2 separate regions of the Mus musculus genome follow, and region 2 is linked to region 1. Evidence: chromatin contacts called from public Hi-C data. All regions are on one chromosome and are shown on one strand. The core of a region is the stretch at or near the end of the contact, and the rest is flanking DNA. Distances in the headings are between cores, read along the strand shown. Region 1 has its middle 160 kb from the start of Gm14062. Region 2 has its middle 85 kb from the start of Btbd3.

Region 1 (6,932 bases), core at 2,816-5,315:
AGTGGGGTTTACAGATAGCCACAGAAAAGGTCCAAATTTCTGATACAGGACAATTCTTGGGCTCTGTGGTGTCCCCAGATAAGATTGTGCCCCAAAAGGTAGAGATAAGAAGAGATCACCTCCATACCTTAAATGATTTTCAAAAGCTGTTGGGAGATATTAATTGGCTCAGACCCTTTTTAAAGATTCCTTCTGCTGAATTAAGGCCTTTGTTTAGTATTTTAGAAGGAGATCCTCATATCTCCTCCCCTAGGACTCTTGCTCTAGCTGCTAACCAGGCCTTACAAAGGGTGGAAAAAGCCTTACAGAATGCACAATTGCAACGTATTGGGGATTCGCAGCCTTTCAGTTTGTGTGTCTTTAAGACAGCACAATTGCCAACTGCAGTTTTGTGGCAGAATGGGCCATTGTTGTGGATCCATCCAAACGTATCCCCAGCTAAAATAATAGATTGGTATCCTGATGCAATTGCACAGCTTGCCCTTAAAGGCCTAAAAGCAGCAATCACCCACTTTGGGCAAAGTCCATATCTTTTAATTGTACCTTATACCGCTGCACAGGTTCAAACCTTGGCAGCCGCATCTAATGATTGGGCAGTTTTAGTTACCTCCTTTTCAGGAAAAATAGATAACCATTATCCAAAGCATCCAATCTTACAGTTTGCCCAAAATCAATCTGTTGTGTTTCCACAAATAACAGTAAGAAACCCACTTAAAAATGGGATTGTGGTATATACTGATGGATCAAAAACTGGCATAGGTGCCTATGTGGCTAATGGTAAAGTGGTATCCAAACAATATAATGAAAATTCACCTCAAGTGGTAGAATGTTTAGTGGTCTTAGAAGTTTTAAAAACCTTTTTAGAACCCCTTAATATTGTGTCAGATTCCTGTTATGTGGTAAATGCAGTAAATCTTTTAGAAGTGGCTGGAGTGATTAAGCCTTCCAGTAGAGTTGCCAATATTTTTCAGCAGATACAATTAGTTTTGTTATCTAGAAGATCTCCTGTTTATATTACTCATGTTAGAGCCCATTCAGGCCTACCTGGCCCCATGGCTCTGGGAAATGATTTGGCAGATAAGGCCACTAAAGTGGTGGCTGCTGCCCTATCATCCCCGGTAGAGGCTGCAAGAAATTTTCATAATAATTTTCATGTGACGGCTGAAACATTACGCAGTCGTTTCTCCTTGACAAGAAAAGAAGCCCGTGACATTGTTACTCAATGTCAAAGCTGCTGTGAGTTCTTGCCAGTTCCTCATGTGGGAATTAACCCACGCGGTATTCGACCTCTACAGGTCTGGCAAATGGATGTTACACATGTTTCTTCCTTTGGAAAACTTCAATATCTCCATGTGTCCATTGACACATGTTCTGGCATCATGTTTGCTTCTCCGTTAACTGGAGAAAAAGCCTCACATGTGATTCAACATTGTCTTGAGGCATGGAGTGCTTGGGGGAAACCCAGACTCCTTAAGACTGATAATGGACCAGCTTATACGTCTCAAAAATTTCAGCAGTTCTGCCGTCAGATGGACGTAACCCACCTGACTGGACTTCCATACAACCCTCAAGGACAGGGTATTGTTGAGCGTGCGCATCGCACCCTCAAAGCCTATCTTATAAAACAGAAGAGGGGAACTTTTGAGGAGACTGTACCCCGAGCACCAAGAGTGTCGGTGTCTTTGGCACTCTTTACACTCAATTTTTTAAATATTGATGCTCATGGCCATACTGCGGCTGAACGTCATTGTTCAGAGCCAGATAGGCCCAATGAGATGGTTAAATGGAAAAATGTCCTTGATAATAAATGGTATGGCCCGGATCCTATCTTGATAAGATCCAGGGGAGCTATCTGTGTTTTCCCACAGAATGAAGACAACCCATTTTGGGTACCAGAAAGACTCACCCGAAAAATCCAGACTGACCAAGGGAATACTAATGTCCCTCGTCTTGGTGATGTCCAGGGCGTCAATAATAAAGAGAGAGCAGCGTTGGGGGATAATGTCGACATTTCCACTCCCAATGACGGTGATGTATAATGCTCAAGTATTCTCCTGCTTTTTTACCACTAACTAGGAACTGGGTTTGGCCTTAATTCAGACAGCCTTGGCTCTGTCTGGACAGGTCCAGATGACTGACACCATTAACACTTTGTCAGCCTCAGTGACTACAGTCATAGATGAACAGGCCTCAGTTAATGTCAAGATACAGAGAGGTCTCATGCTGGTTAATCAACTCATAGATCTTGTCCAGATACAACTAGATGTATTATGACAAATAACTCAGCAGGGATGTGAACAAAAGTTTCCGGGATTGTGTGTTATTTCCATTCAGTATGTTAAATTTACTAGGGCAGCTAATTTGTCAAAAAGTCTTTTTCAGTATATGTTACAGAATTGGATGGCTGAATTTGAACAGACCCTTCGAGGCTTGCCATCATTCAGGTCAACTCCACGCGCTTGGACCTGTCCCTGACCAAAGGATTACCCAATTGGATCTCCTCAGCATTTTCTTTCTTTAAAAAATGGGTGGGATTAATATTATTTGGAGATACACTTTGCTGTGGATTGGTGTTGCTTCTTTGATTGGTCTGTAAGCTTAGGGCCTAAACTAGGAGAGACAAGGTGGTTATTGCCCAGGCGCTTGCAGGACTAGAACATGGAGCTTCCCCTGATATATCTATGCTTAGGCAATAGGTCGCTGGCCACTCAGCTCTTATATCTCACGAGGCTAGTCTCATTGCACGAGATAGAGTGAGTGTGCTTCAGCAGCCCGAGAGAGTTGCAAGGCTAAGCACTGCAATGGAAAGGCTCTGCGGCATATATGAGCCTATTCTAGGGAGACATGTCATCTTTCATGAAGGTTCAGTGTCCTAGTTCCCTTCCCCCAGGCAAAACGACACGGGAGCAGGTCAGGGTTGCTCTGGGTAAAAGCCTGTGAGCCTAAGAGCTAATCCTGTACATGGCTCCTTTACCTACACACTGGGGATTTGACCTCTATCTCCACTCTCATTAATATGGGTGGCCTATTTGCTCTTATTAAAAGAAAAAGGGGGAGATGTTGGGAGCCGCCCCCACATTCGCCGTTACAAGATGGCGCTGACATCCTGTGTTCTAAGTGGTAAACAAATAATCTGCGCATGTGCCAAGGGTATCTTATGACTACTTGTGCTCTGCCTTCCCCGTGACGTCAACTCGGCCGATGGGCTGCAGCCAATCAAGGAGTGACACGTCCGAGGCGAAGGAGAATGCTCCTTAAGAGGGACGGGGTTTTCGTTTTCTCTCTCTCTTGCTTTTTCGCTCTCTTGCTTTTCCCTCTCTCTTGCTTCTTGCTCTCTTTTCCTGAAGATGTAAGAATAAAGCTTTGCCGCAGAAGATTCTGGTCTGTGGTGTTCTTCCTGGCCGGTCGTGAGAACGCGTCGAATAACATTCTTCCCCTCCCTAGACTAATTCCCACAATCCTCTGCAGATCTCTCCAGGGAACTCTTCTGTAACAAATCACTTGCCAGGAATGTTTGGCTCCGACTCTACTTTGGGAAGAGCAGGACCTCAGATGTATCTGGAGACTCCCAATTCCAGCTGTGTGAATCCTCATAACTATTCTGCTTGGGAATTTGCTTGGCCATCGCAGAAACATCTAGGAGCACAAATCACTTTTGTTCCCACACAGCCAGCTCCTGATCAAGCGAGGCCCAGGATGCTTCAGCAGCCTGTCCCCCACCCCCTGTCCCGTCAGAGAAGTGAATCAACATGTTTCTGAATGCTTGCCATGTTACGTCCCTAATTCCAGCTTTATGCTCTCACTCATCATTTTAAGTATGTGTTACTAGATCTGTTTCATAGTCAAGGAAGCTGAAGTTCAGAGAGGTTATAAAAACTGAACAAATTCCCACACACCGAGACACAACTTAGGCCTTTAACTTTCAACTTCCAGTCGGGTGAATTGCGTACATACTTTACGGCAGCTGGCCTTGCTGGTGCCACCTGAAAGTAAATAGTGCTCACCAGAGGCCACGTCACCATTACATCCAGAAAAAGACAGAGCCCAGGCCACTTCTGCACCAAGACAGTGACTAAGTGCTACAGTACTGCCTAAGCACAATGACAATGACTAAGCCACCCCCTCTCACATCTGTGAGTCACTGTTCTTTTCCAACTATGGCCTAGTTCAGGTTAATCTTTCTAACTCCTAGATAAATGTATCCCAATATCCTGACAAAATCCGATCTAAAATCAGGCCCCTGCTTTCCTGTTTCCCCCTTGGAGTTATTTAAAGTCCGGTCTACTCTCAAGCCTCTCCCAGGATTCTACTGAGCTCTCAGTAGCATAAAATATGACGTGTTCCTGGTGGATTTATCATCTACGTTTCTTGATTTGTCAGGTGGTTTTCAATATAATTTCTCCTTAAAACAAATATGTTATTGTCTGGTACCATATTTCCTGAAACGTTAAGGCTATATATACTGTAAAATGTACATCTATAAGTTTTTAAAAAATACGTGCTTTTCTTTCAAAATATTGCTTTAAACCATGACACCATCCTTTTATGTTAGCCTTGAACTTTGAATCAGTGATATCAGATTCTTGTGGCTTTAGTTTTTCACATACTCCAAGAATGTGATCAGTTGCACTAGTTGTCTGGAGACACAATGTTTTTGCTTATACCTCTGTGATAAAGTTTAACTACTGTACTTGGGTACATCTTCCTTTCTTAGAAAGCCTGGTGTTGCACTATGCAAAAACAGTTTCTTTATTCCTCCAACATCAAATATTTGCTTCACGAATAACAACTTTAAACTACATTGCAGCCTGTGCTGGAGGACTTCTTTCTTCTAAGTTGTCAAACATTGGTACGTATAGTAAACATTGGCATATATAGTAAACATTGGTATATATAGTAAACACTGGTACATATAGTAGAAGTTCTTGGTGCCCTTCACTTGGGTGCTTTACCCATCCTCCAACTGCTGTGATTTCTGATGGCTCAGAATAGACCTCTTCGCTGTTCTTGTCCTCTGAGGTCACTTTACTAGAGGCAACTAGTTGACAAAGGACATGCCCCCAATATGACCTTGAGAGCTTATTGGAGTAAAAATCTCCATGGATGAAGAGAATCTGAAGAAGGAACAAAATAATCCAACAAGCAGAGCCTGAAAGCAAATATCAGACCTGGCAGAGTTAAATCAGAAACAGAGAATGGGATCAAAAGCTTCAGAAGGGACCAGAATGACTGAGAATGGAAATTTACCAATTAACACCAACTCTATGGATGGAAAATCCCCAATTCAAACCAACATTATGAAGTTCTCCTTCCTGCAAGATAGGAAAACATCTTTTCATTTGCTTCTAGTTCATCCATGAGACAGATTTGAGTTTGCTCTTGTTTCCCAATGGACCAACCTGCAATAAAGCACTTTCATTTTTCAAAACTCTTGGCTTCTGTGCATGTAAGCAGTGAGACTTGCTGTGTATCCCAGTATTGGCAGATTTCTGTACACACTTTCTCACATCATCAACTAGACATTAGTAACTTTTTGTCTGGGGATTTCTTCTAAAAACAAGGTCTCAAAGAATTTTAATCAAAATACTCTGGGTTGGGAAAAAATAAATAAAAGAATAATTTTTGGGGTCAAAGACCTAGAAATTTTTGTAGATAAAATTTATTATAGTTTATGCATATTTAAATGAAAAATCTTTGAATATTTTTTACTTTTTAAATTCCATTCACCTTTCCAGCTTTATTTGTATTCTTCTTTTACTTTTATATTTACCCTTTATTTAGGATTTTCAAACTGTATTTTTTTTTTAAATAAAGGTTTAGAAAAATAAGTTCTCTGGAGCGTCTTATGAGTTCTCCTTTGATTCAAATAGTGTTTATTCTTGATTTTATAAAAGGTAAAGATACTGGTATATTCAAAAAATGTTAATCTCCCGGTTGGTCATGATGAAAATGCACAGTTTTTACCAACTCAGATTGACAACTCCATCCACTCTTCCTACCAGGACTCAAGACTGAAAGTCTCAAGAAGGGAGGGTTTAAACTGTAAGTCATTTATCTTCTGGGAAAGACCTTATAGATGTACAGTTACTTTGCTGGGACCAGTCACCTGCACAATGGTGCAGAATAACTCCATGTAGTATATAAACAAATGAGGTCTCTCTTCCCATAAATCTTCATTAATAAAAGCAAGCTATAGGCTAGATTTGACACATGGGCTATGATTTGCCGAACCCTGAGCTTAACCAAGAGGGGAATCTGACATAAACTTTTACAAAGATCTCTGAGTTGCAATTGTTATAGGTAGAAAATTTAAAGATATAGGCAGAGATAGAAGTAGACATGAGAGGGTCAGTGTTTATCTACCCATTTAATTGCATTGTTAAAGAGAATTCTCCAATAGAAGGGAAACGCATGCACCACCTCATGTGCTCTCAACTTCATCCTCTTGTAACTTCTGGAAGAATCACCTTTTATTTATTTAAAAAATACCTATTGTATTTATATACATGTGTGCGTGCCTGAGTGTTTGTGTGCATACAGTGTGAACACAGGAGCCTGGCAGGAGGGTGTTAGAAGGGGAATCAAATCTCCTGAAACTGTAGTTCAAGATGCGTGTGAGCCACTCTATGAGTTATGGGAACAGAATTTGGGGTCTCTGAAATAGCCAGTGTTCTTAACCACTGAGCCTTCTCTACAGTCCCAGAGGTTGTATTTAATTTATTTATCTTATTTTATTAGATATTTTCTTTATTTACATTTCTAATGCTATCCCGAAAGTTACCTGTACCCTCCCCCCGCCCTGCTCCCCTACCCCCCACTCCCACTTCTTGGCCCTGGCGTTCCCCTGTACTGGGGCATATGAAGTTTGCAAGACCAAGGGGCCTCTCTTCCCAGTGATGGCTGACTAAACCATCTTCTGCTACATATGCAGC
Region 2 (6,932 bases), core at 2,759-5,258, 150 kb after region 1:
AGGAGTTTCCAGGAGTGCATATAGCTTGAAATTTGGCCAGTGTGCAGAGAAATGCAAAGTGTCCTATGGGCAGGCCATTAACAGCATATGCCAGGGTGCCTCTCAGAACTATTTCCAAAAGTATTATGCCAGCTTAAGGAAATAGTGATTATACATATCTGATAAGTAAAGAACAGTGCCCTTTAGGTCTGAGTCCTTTTGATGCTTTGACTTGCCATCACGGGGAATGATACCACACAGGGTCAAAGAGTAGAGGAAATTACTTTCCCCGTGGCATGAAGATAAGAAGATATTTTAGTTACTGTTCTATTATTGTGAATAGCTACTACAGTCAAGGCAGATTATTATAGAAGAAAGCATTTAATTTGGGACTTGCTTAAAGTTTCAGAGGAATAGTCCATTATCATCATTGTAAGGAGCACGGCATCAGAAAGACAAGTGTGGCACTGGAGCAGCAGCAGGATGGTTATATTTTATCTACAAGATAGAGGCAGAGAGAAAGCAAGAATGGGCCGGGTTTGGGAACTTGAAGCCTCAAAGCCCATCTCCAGAGATTCATGTCCTCCAACAAGGCCACACCTCTTCCTCTTTCCTTAACTACCACGAAAGCCAAGCATTCAAATATATGAGCTTTTAGAGGGTCATTCTATTTCAAAACATCCAGAAGGTATAGATAACCCAGAAGAAGAAAACAACTGTTTGCAACTATTGGAGGAAAAAAAAATGTCTGAAATAGGGGTCATTTCAAAATGTATCATAGAGCATACTAAAATAGTGCAGTTTTACTAGGCAACTGAGCAAAATTCTTCAAAATTAACACAAAAATATGAAAGGATATTCTACTGACAATGTGCAAAACAGACAAACACATGCAAAGTTGTCCAGCATCACCAGTCACTGGGAAATGCAAATTAGGAACAGGTTGGAATATCATTATTTATTAGAAGGTCTAAAAAATTTTTAAACAGCAATAACATTCAGTGCTGATGCGGTTGGGAAGAAATTGGCTCTTCCATGTACGACCCGTGTAAACAAAAATGAGGTAAATACTCTGGAACATTGTTTAACAACCTCCCTAAAAGAAAAACATATACTTTTCACACAATTTGGCAATTGATGCCCTGCATTTATCCCAGATACATGAACCTAGATTTATAAACACACACACACACACACACACACACACACACACACACACACACACACACATACACACACACACACACACACACACACACACACACACACACACACACACACACACACTCATAGCAACTTTATTCATTATTTGTAAATCTTAGGAGCAAAATGTCTCTCAATGAAGCATGTTACAGTGCACACTTATAACCCCAGCAACTGGAAGGCAAAGGCAGGTTCAGGCAATGCTTGGCTCAACAAATTTTTAAAAAACAGTGTCCCATAGTCAATGTAAAAAGTATCCAAGAAACTACAGTGTTTCTTGTTGCACTACACTTCTCATCAAAACAAGAGAAGTAAACCTCTATTACAAACAACTTGGATGGTTCTCAAGGACATAAAAAGATAAAAACATAAAGCTAGTATGATGTAATCCCATACTATTTGATTTCACTTACGTAACATCCTCAAAGGTCAAACTTTTGGAGGTGGGAGACAGCTCAGAAATTCCAACAAATGGAGGGTTATAAAGTAGAGAGAAGATTGAGTGTGACTATTAGCAGATATCTTTCTGGTGGTGGTCACCAGGAAAATCTTTCTGAGTTATGAAATACCAATATCTATTTCCTGTTTTCAGTATTATGATATAATTGTGTGAAATATAAACACATAACAATTCAGGCTGCTATTTTAATATAATCATGTAGTCTAGACAAAGGCCAAAGTGCGTCCACACTTCATTCTATCTCTGCCACTTCCCACCAATATGTAATTGTTTCAAAATAGAAAGACCTTTAAAAAAGAAGTTACATGCCACCAGCAGTTCACACAGCTAGATTTCCAAGTCTACAATAATTCTTGGGTATTTTTTCTACTCTCAAAACTGATTATAAAGCTTTCAGAAATACTCATAAAAAGTAGTTTGTGGTACTCCAGAAAGATTTCCCATATGAGTAGCAACCAGAGCCAGAAGCAGAAGTTTACTGACTTCTCAGTAAACCCTAACACAACAAAAGTTACTAATATCCTCCCATCCAGCAGTGTAGGTAAGCATTTTGTTGATGTAAACATTTTATTATTTTAGGCTGGTCACTGTTCATTTCAATGTAGCTTGTTCCATGATACCATCTAACTGGATCTTCTTTCTTACTCTAGGCCTGCCACTGGAGACTTAAGGCAAAGACCCTGGTTTGCCAAGCTCCAACACAATAGCCTTTGCCAATACACCAATTAAAGATATATGAAAGATGTTGAATAGAATGGCATATTAGGAAAAGGAATAGATAAAAGATGTGTTGATTTGGATATGCTTGGCCCAGGGAATGTCACTATTAGGAGGTATGACCTTGCTAGAGTAGGTTTGGCCTTGTTGGAGGAAGCATGTCACTGTGGGGTTGAGCTTTGAGACCCTCCTCCTAGCTCCTGGCTAACTTTGGATGAAAATGTAGAACTCTCAGCTCCTCCAGCCTGCCTCAATGCTGCCATGCTTTCTGCCATGATGATAATGGACTGAACATCTGAGCCTGTAAGTCAACCCCAATTAAATCTTTTCTTTTATAAGAGTTGCCCTGGTCATGGTGTCTCTTTACAACAGCGGAAACCCTAACTAAGACAGAGGGGTTTTGTAACCAAGTATCTCTCTTTTGTGTACTGGCATTAGCTTTATATTTAAATAAAAAAGGAGTATGAACCACAGTGTAGTCTGGTTGATAATTGTCTCAGTTTGGTTCTGTAACATGGTTTTATTAAGGTTGCCGTGAATAAAGCTTCACCTTAGATAAACATCCTTTTACAGGGATCTCCGCCCTGCGAAGCTGGCTGTTGCCTGGGATAGGTTCAGTAACCTATTTGCTACAGTAAGGTAAGATGACTGCAGGAGAGATTGATCAAGCCAGGGACAAGATGTATTTAATCCACAACATGATGCTTTCCTTGAAATTCATACCATCAACAAAGACGTAATATTTGTCAAGACTGAGTTGTAAGTGGTCCATTTGTACTCAAAGGTGTTAAAATCCATTTGCCATCTTTAACACATAAAACATAATGCCTTTGTGTTTCCCAGATATGAGGTCAAGGAAGGTGGCAGGGACATCAAACCATTGAGGAAACTAGGGCAGAGCAAGTCTGTAAATTTGGGTTTCTGAAAAAAGTTTCAAGTAAGTGAAATGTTGCTTGTGATACAGCCCTATGTGAAGTACAACTGTTAACAGCTTTTTTTTTTTCAGTTCAGTGATGGGAAATGAACTACCAAAGACACTTATCTAAACAGCTTCCATTTCCAACACACTTGGAAAATGTGTGTGCTCTAGATTCAAGTAAACTTTCCTTTTGAGACATAACTAATGGTTGACAGAAAGTGATGTGTGGATAATCTCTGAAAGAGAAACCAAGGCCAAAGTATGGTTTCTTATCTGACGCAGTGAACAGTGGTTGTATACAATCAGGTGAAGTCTCTTTCTGCTTCTGGACTCTATGTATAACTCACTAAAATGAAACACTCTCAGAGGATCATTATTGTCCTGAAGATTATTGTCAAGCAGCAGAGAAGATCCCTTCCCTTAGAGAAAATATAAATCATAACCGTGAACATTTCCAACACACTAAAGTGTTTTACAAAGAATTATGTATTTCAGAATAGCGTATTACAAATGGATATTGGTGAAACAGAATAGATGGGTGTGAAGACTTACTTTTCCTGCTATATCCTAAAATAAGGCATATGTTTTGAAGCCACTATAACTCTCTTCCCTGCTAGGTCATTTGCTTTATAGAAATAAAGAATAACAGGAAACTGTGTTCAAGGTATGTGCTCACATGGCATTAATGTGTACCAGGGAGATAAGGTACAAGTTAAATTTTAGTCAAGAAATCAAAACATCGTTGATGAGTCACTTCCTCCCAATTCTCAAGCACTCATGCTATAAATAACACATTCATATATAACTCTTGAAAACAAGGATCACAATGTCAGCCGTATAGCATGGCTGTCATTTTCAGATTGCCATACGAGTGTGGTATATAAAATAATCTGATGATTCTTTTTTATTGCCCACACCTCTTTTAAAAGGTTTAACCATAATAACATTTATTCTACTATCCAAAATATTATTTGGGGGCACTGGCCTTTTGAAAAATTGCTGTGCTTAATATGTATTTAATGACTGTTATGTTCTCTGCAGTTGACAAGTCTAGATTCTTGACTTTAGATTTTTTCCTAATCTTCCTTCTTGGTATTTTAAAACAAGATGAATACAAACAAGCAAAGAGGAACACCATAGCCATAGACAAACTAACACTAAGTTTTCCTCGAGACCAGATCAAATAGATGGCCAGGGCTACATTAGAAATGACCTTGCACAGAACAAAGAACAACAGTCTGGTAGAATCTGCTTTTTTCCATTGCTTACCAAGCAGAGGAAATATATTTTCTAAAAAGGAAAAAGAAAGATCGATATTGGCTTTGCTTTTTGTTACTGTACTTTAACTGGAGCAGGATCAAAAATAAGCTGGCCTGGTAGAATTCTTGGTTCCATCCATTCGGATGTATTTACTGTATTGCTGTGAGACATTTTCTGAATTTTAATAAAAAATAATAGTCAATAGGATGGATGTGATTCACAGTTGTGGTTCCAACTGTGAAAGCATAATAGCCCTGATTACTGTTATTACTATTATGGCTATTATATGATTAAACACTGCTTCATAAAAACATCCCTGCATTCTCCAAATTGAATCCATTTTCCTCAGATGGAGTTCCCCTTCCTTTTATGGGGAGAATGCTTTTGGCCAGAGAGACAGAGACAGAGAAAGAGACAGAGAGAGACATAGACATAGACAGAGAGATCATACAACACCCAAGATACTTTCCAAACACATATATAAGTCAGGATAGGAGATAGAAAATTCCTAGTGAATTTCTTTGGTTAAAAAACAAAACAAAACAAAACAAAACTTGTAGATGGTTCAGCTTTGTTTCTATCTAATAACTTCAGGAACATATGTTACTTTGTGCCTGTATTTTCGCACAGTTAAACATATGTATTTCATAGTATACCTCATAACATGTTATCTGTTTAAGTTTTAAAAACATTTCATAAGTATCTGAAGTAACAATAATTAACCTTTTAACTATAAATGAAAGTGAGAGAGGGAGAAATTTATGTGTATGAAATTTTAAGTAGAAATGGGTGTTTTCAGAAGTGGATACTCACAGTCAGCCATTGGATGGATCACAGGGCCCCCAATGGAGGAGCTAGAGAAATTATCCAAGGAGCTGAAGGGATCTGCAATCCTATAGGTATAACAACAATATGAATTAACCAATACCCCCCACCCCCTAGAGCTTGTGTCTCTAGCTGCATATGAATCAGAAGATGGCCTAGTCGACCATCAGTGGAAAGAGAGGTCCATTGGTCGTGCAAACTTTATATGCCTCAGTACAGGGGAACACCAGGGCCAAGAAGTGGGAGTGGGTAGGTAGGGGAGTGGGTGGGGGAGCGTGTGGGGGACTTTTGGGATAGCATTGGAAATGTAAATGAAATAAATACCCAATTAAAAAAAAAGAAATGGGTGTTTTTTAGGAAATGTCATAGGAAAATTTTAGGGCTCAATCTTGAAGCATTGTGATTTTAAGCCATCAGATTATTGTTTATTTTGATTACTTAAGAATATTTCACTTGACTTGTGGGACCACAATATCCACCACCACACTAAAACTTGAGGGTCTAGCAAAGACTTCTGTATTCAAAGGAGGCTGAAGCCCCTCATGCTGCGTGAAAATCTACAGGTCTTCCAGAGAACACTTGTGTGTTGAGGCTTCTTTTTTTACATGTATGAATGCAGATATTGTGTGCACCACATGTGTGTCTGGTGTCTGCTGAGATCAGAATAGACTGTTGGATCCTCTGGTACCCTCAACCAATGAGCCAATTCTCCAGCCCTTGCTGAGACTCCTTGAAGAAGTCATTCAAGCTCTCCTTTTGTCACACCTCACATACTATTGGGCAATTCTATTTAGTGACATGAAAGGGAACTGGAGTCACTAGCTCTGTGACACAAGACAGTTTAAAGTGACTCTTTGATGTTGAAGCCTTAGGTACCGAATCATCATATCTTCCACAGGGCTTTGCAGGCATTCTTTTTTTAATTGTGTGATCAATGAAAGGTCTGTCTTCTGGGGGTTATGTGAGGACAGTGCTCATTATATGAAACTGAGCTCAAATCAGCATTTTATGCCTTAGACTTTTATTATACCACAACAGTGTTCTTAATATTTAAAGGCATTTTATAATGTAAGCTTTTTGAAAAGTAATTTTGGAACTTTTACTAAGATTAACACTCAACCATATGTCAAAGATTCTTTCACATTTTTTCTATAAAATTTGATGTTCTAACTTAAGAAGCGTACTACTTTTCGATGAAAAAAAAATTGAGAAGTATAATATTGACTGCTACTCATTTAATGGCTATAGTTCATTAACTACTTAATAATGCCAATAGCTCTTTGTGCATAAGGACCTCTTTTTAAAGAAAAATCAATTGAGTAGCTTGTACACAATAGTGGTATAATTTAGTATCTATTGATTCATAAAATGAAGATGGCAAGATATTATTTAGTTCATTCAACAAAATAACATGCAGGCAGGATTATTTATTTGTTAAGTGACATGGAGATCCAATACTTGAGAACTCTTACCAACAATGCGTGAAATATAAACCTATAGGAATGAATAAGTCAAATACCTATAACAAATATCTATTTGTCTATCTCTATCTTTAGGTATAGCTATAGG

Evidence for each region. A called contact is a pair of places that touch in the nucleus more often than the background predicts.
Region 2: a contact with region 1 is called in a Hi-C map of pancreatic cancer cells. The contact joins two enhancer-like sites.

What each region holds. Positions count from the first base shown.
Region 1 is chr2:138,036,861-138,043,792 of GRCm38.p6, forward strand. No RefSeq gene overlaps it. Among named protein-coding and RNA genes, the nearest start is that of Gm14062, 160 kb to the left of the region's middle. Within about 2 kb of position 4,066, at least 52 of the 459 cell types and tissues checked have an H3K27ac peak or open chromatin away from gene starts, as enhancers often do. A contact at or near this core is called in pancreatic cancer cells, where this site is marked.
Region 2 is chr2:138,189,758-138,196,689 of GRCm38.p6, forward strand. No RefSeq gene overlaps it. Among named protein-coding and RNA genes, the nearest start is that of Btbd3, 85 kb to the right of the region's middle. Within about 2 kb of position 4,009, at least 5 of the 459 cell types and tissues checked have an H3K27ac peak or open chromatin away from gene starts, as enhancers often do. A contact at or near this core is called in pancreatic cancer cells, where this site is marked.